Linked DNA regions of Cyprinus carpio: region 1 is linked to region 2. A link is a contact called in public Hi-C data. All regions are on one chromosome and are shown on one strand. Each heading gives the region's core, a stretch centred on a gene start, on an enhancer-like site or on the middle of the called end of the contact. The rest is flanking DNA. Distances are from core to core; before and after follow the strand shown. Region 1 holds the start of LOC109097717 (transcriptional activator MN1-like). Region 2 has its middle 6.4 kb from the start of LOC122138614.

Region 1 (2,700 bases), core at 134-2,633, 52 kb before region 2:
CCCTGCAGCTTTTGAATTGGTTATACATTTAACAATTTAACAGTATATCTAATAAATTTCGACACCAGTCATGCTTGGTCTTTTGAGTTTTATTTTCACTGTGGTTTTGCATGCTTTAATTAATGTGTTACCTTTAAATTCAAGTCGACGGAACGTCTCTAAGCATCAGGTAATTTAAAAAAAGTATTTAGGTCTGGACAAATCTTAGGATTTTAGGACTAAATATCCTAATTCAATAATAATAATAATAATAATAAAGTATTAGTCTTAAATGCTTTATTTTATTTCTGTATCTGTTATTTGTGGCCACAGAACCATGTCTAAAGTGAATCTCTCCTAGTTTTCATCAGTGTTTGTTCCTGACAGCAGCACTAGATGGCACTGTTCCGCTTTGCCAAAGAAACAGGTAAAGATTTCTTATAAAGACCAGAGGGACCTACAAAATAAGTCTTATGGCTTTCAATTTATTACACTTTTATTAGTTTAATTTCTTCAGTCATACCTATCAATAAATGGCCACTTATTTTTCACCATAAAACCTTTCAGTGGCCTAATGGTTGTATCATTCCATAGTGGGTTTGCAGGACACAGTCTAGGTTGTAGTAGCCCATAAGGGTTTTTATTTCCACAATTTTGTAATCACTATTCATTAAAAAGCTTTTGTTGTAAAGATAAATAATTTGACCCATGCTGCAGCAGTGAGTTCTAAAAATACATCACAATCACCGGTTACTTACAGGAAATTAACCCTGAAGACATTCATTATCTCTGGCTGCCGTTCGTCACAGCTTGAAAATGAAGCCTGTTTCATGCATCTGCTAATTTACTAATTAACTGCTGCATATTTACTACAGTATCTGTGTATAAAGGAATATAGCTGTTTTGCATATGAAGGATTTGGGAGTGACTGAAGATTTACACTGATTTGTGTTTATTCCATACTGCATTTAAACGTGAATTGCTTAAATGTGTAGCTGTGTGTAAATAAGAGATCTAGGATTTCACACGTAGAACAATTAAATACCATCGAGCATTGATGCATATGCGGGTGTAGTTTTATAGTACACATTTTTATAATACGCTAATTGTGGGGAGAAAATGAATCCCAGTGTAAAAACGAAATCTAGCTACTATTTTATATGTACAGAATTTAATACCAAATGAAGATTAAGTCATTTAAATGATTTTTATTAGCTATCTGATCGTATACCTTGTAAAGAAAAGTATGCACTGAAGTGTAGATAAGAAATCTAGCTCTATTCGTAAAATAGAGTATCACTGAACACATTGTTTTATTATTTATCCCATATATTATATATTAATATGTTATATACATCTCTTTTAGACTTCCTTAAGCGAAGCCCCGCCCCTTGGCGTCAGACCCCGCCCCCTGCGCATGTGTGCCTGTGTCGGCATTGGTGAGAAATCAGCGCTGGAACAGATGAGGGAATGTCAAACTTGTTGCCGATGCCCGCGGCTCGACACATCCGATTCAAGGATAAACGACAAAACCCTCCTGGAGCCAGAAGCATTTGATGGAACAGCGCGTATCTCATGGACGATATTAAAGAAAATGGCGATTAATTTTTGCGCTGAATACATTTCATACTGTGACAACAAAAGGGATCCAGGGCTCTCCAGTTACTAAGAGCGCGCACCCACAGCGGTGCATCGAGCCTCCTCACAGGACTGAACGCACGCGCGAAGTTCTCCTCAGAGGACCGTCGATTTAATGCATTTATCGACTCTTTTTGAATTATTGTAAGTGTTTTTAATATAGAATAATTAGTCGGGATCGCGCGCATTGCATTGGAGATGTGAACATGGGACATGTGGTCCGCGCGCTGGTTTGCACTCCTCTGGATTTGTGTTGAACGACTTGGAGACGTTACGCATCGAATAACGATGTAAACGAGGAGTTTTTTTAAGATGTGCATTTTTCAGGGTCGTTGCTCTAAGGATATACAAAGAGGAGTTCGCGTTTTCACGCTTATGCTGGAATTGAGGTACTTCCAATTGTCATCTGATCTCTTACTTTCGAATCATTTAATATTGATCAATAAGCACATGCATGCGAAACGTAAACTTTATTTTTTTTATTATTATTAATATGTTATTGACAATATATAATATTTACATTTTAAATCGGTTGCTAACGTGGGCCCCTGAAAGACACAAAAGAATAAATAATATTTAAAAGTAAAAAAAAAAAAAAAAAAGCATTGTTTGATTCAGTTGTGTCTTTTTATTTGCAGTGACAAACAAACAAAAGGAATTAATTCCCAGTAGACTGAAAATGAACTCTAATTATAACAGTGCCGGATTTCATATGAAAGGGCCGTCGGTAGCTGTGGAGCCCATGATGGGTCCTCTAAATGAATCCCCCATACAGGGACTCAACTTCGTCTCAAATAGAGACCAGTATGGATTCCAGACTCATGGCCATGGGGATATGCTCGCTATGGGAGTTCAGCCACAACATCAACTCCACATGCAAGGACCGTTCAACCATCAACCTCCTAACCACGAGCAGCATTCACATCTGTACCAGGACAGCGTCCCCTCTTGCTTGCACGGGGACAGACACATGGGTTTCAATAACAACAACGCAGGTCACCCGCATATGTTTGAAGGGGGATTTGGTCAGCAGCTCGCTGAGGCGCAGTCGCGAGAATGCATCTCGCAGCAGCAGCAGCAACA
Region 2 (2,743 bases), core at 86-2,585:
AATCAATCTGTCTTTCTGTCTGTCTGTCTGTCTATCTATCTATCTATCTATCATGGATGCGTTTTCTCTTTCACAGGATAAAAAAAAAGGTAATTGTGACTTTTTTTATCTCACAATTCAGACTTTTTTTCTGGTAATGCTGAGTATTTTGAGATATAAGCTTCCAATTCTGAGAAGAAAAGTCAAAATTGTGAGAGAAAAGGTCACAGTTACATATTTTATTTTTAATTCTTTGCCGAAAAAAAAATAGAATTGTTTCATGTAAATTTAGAATTATAAGAAGAAAGTCTGAGAATTCTAAGTTTATTACATCTCACAATTCTGTTTTACAATTAGAATTGTGGCATGAAACGTTGCAATTATATATATATATATATATATATATATATATATATATATATATATATATATATATATATATATATATATATATATATATATATATATATATATATATATATATATATCCTTTTGGAGACAAATCACATATGAATGCAATTATCTTAAATTGAGAACAAATGGAGGCTTTACTGAAGCTTTTAAGATGTTTCTCCTGAGAAAAAGACTCTTATTTAGCTTCAGAAGAGATCAAACTGTGCTGACATTTGCCAAGTTTTCAGTTAAATCCTAATATGTACTCATCTTGAACATTTCTTATCAAATGATTCATTTTATAGTTTTGTACTCCTTCTGTGTTTGACTTATTTTTGTCTGTTTATTTCTCCCAAAGTTTTTTTTTTTTTTTTCTCAGGTGGACGTTGAGACGTGATTGAGATCTCCATCAAGTGGTTCAAGGTACAAAAGAGCATTTTACGAGCAGTAAACCCTTCATTATGTAACCCAGAATACTTATTCAGATTATTTGTTCACGTTGTTCCTGAATTAATAGACATTTAGCACTACAAACTGCTTCAGTGTATTTATATATCTTAAACACGCTCTAAAATGATTCATGTTTCTTTAAATCCTCCTTTTGCTGATAATTTGAGACATCTTTTGCCCGTGGCAGAGCTGAAACTGTGTCTCTCTCATTGATATACGGCACCAGAGCCGAAGCTTTGTTGAGTCGGGTATTTCCAGATGGCTCACAAAAGACTCAATTGACTCGCTCCTCTAATGTGTTAAAGCGTTTGCTCCCACATGACAAATTCGGAGGGGAAAAAACCCAGCCTCTCAGCATGTAAAAAAACAGTAAAAGATGAAATATCAAACAGATTTTCTCTTTCACTCTCGATTTTTGTGCATTTAGTTTCTCACCCAGCAATACGTGGCATTTATATAAATCAGTCATGCCAGGGCCTTGTCGCATTCGTATTCGGACCTTATCGGAGTGCCTGTGTATGAATAAAGTTTGTCTCTTACAGATACACTTACATCACGTCTCAATGTCTTATGCAATGGAGTCTGGAGCTCCGCCAGCATGCAGTGAACCAGAGAAGCAGAGAGACGTCCCAGCGGCCCGCAGCCCTGACAACACCCTTCTATCCCCCTCTGAAATCTTTATTTACTGCCCCCGCACTCCTGCTCCCTCGCCGGGGCAATTAAAGCACTGCTGTGTCAGACGGTGAGGCCGTGCACCTTCCTGAGGAGGTTCTGTGAGGTTATGCGTGGGACGATATACTTCATGTGTTTGCACGATAGATAAGCAATATCTAATATCTTTGCAACTGAAAGCAGATATCAGGTCTTAATTTAAACAATCAACTCTTTTTTTGATGTCAGGTTTTAAAAATTCTGAACAGTTATCAATCCACAGGGTCATAGAAATGAAAACAGCTTGGCTCATGAATATTAATTACATGATTTCCTTTTTGGTCTTTCACTTAAATATGCTGTTTAATGTCGCCAGCTACAATTTTTTTTTCCTTTGCATGTCAACCAAGCTAAATTTTGCTGTCAAAATATATTTTATGAAATAAAATAGTTTATTAGTTTCCTAAAAAGGTAGGTGAACTTAATGTTTACTTGAATAAATGTGCCGTGTTTTGCAAATTCTTGAGCAAAGTTTTAGTGTGAATATCCTGAAAATTTCCCTGAAATCTGGCAGGGCAACCATAATATGAACTTAAAAAATAAAATAAAGTTTTGATACATAAAAAAAAAAATAATTATGTTTTGATACAAATTGACCAAAAGCTTTAGTGTGAACATCGTTCATAAAACATGAGCAGAACAAATTTCTAATAATAATAATTTATTAATTACCCAAAAAGCTGCCAGGCAAACGTAATATGAACTATTAATGTAGCTTTAAATTATAAAATGTATGTTTCGATGCAAATTCATGACCAAATTTTTAGTACGAGCATCGTTAATGAAAGACGAACAAAACGGTTGTATAAGAATGGTGTTTTTTTGTTTTTTGGTGTGTATGTGTATGAAAACTCATGATTGAGGTCCAGAAATAATTACAGGCTAAAATTTAGCTGTTTACCAGAATGTCTATATCAGTGCATCCCTAGTCAGGTGTACTTAGGAAATGTAGGTGGATAATTTGGACCACCACCATCAACTACTTGTTTATTAAACAAGCTTTCTTGGCCTCTTGGTTCATCATGAGCACAGTTTAGTCACGTCCCCCGTGGAGAACACAAAGGATGTAATTGCTTTAACTTGAGCTCAATTGCTCCAATTTGAGGCAGTCTTACACGCCAGTCAGCTGTGCGGTGCGAGCGCCGTGCCAGGAAGCGCTATGGATTACCCGCTTCTGTGCAGAGCCCAAGCCGAAAAATAGCACAGAAAT

Evidence for each region. Hi-C and Micro-C count contacts between places; a contact is called where the count stands out from the background.
Region 1: a contact with region 2 is called in a Hi-C map of skeletal muscle, with 7 times the contacts expected there. The contact joins the promoter of LOC109097717 here to the enhancer-like site in region 2. A contact is called at or near these places in 3 of 8 Hi-C or Micro-C datasets (all in skeletal muscle).

What each region holds. Positions count from the first base shown.
Region 1 is chrB10:21,595,765-21,598,464 of ASM1834038v1, reverse strand. LOC109097717 (transcriptional activator MN1-like) reads left to right here and starts at 1,383. Exons shown (of 4, transcript XM_042733258.1): 1 at 1,383-2,006; 2 at 2,256-2,700. The coding sequence starts at 2,297. It overlaps LOC109097718 (phosphatidylinositol transfer protein beta isoform), which reads left to right. Exons shown (of 11, transcript XM_042733259.1): 11 at 1-71.
Region 2 is chrB10:21,543,638-21,546,380 of ASM1834038v1, reverse strand. No RefSeq gene overlaps it. Among protein-coding and RNA genes, the nearest start is that of LOC122138614, 6.4 kb to the left of the region's middle. Within about 2 kb of position 1,335, at least 1 of the 8 cell types and tissues checked has an H3K27ac peak or open chromatin away from gene starts, as enhancers often do. A contact at or near this core is called in skeletal muscle, where this site is marked.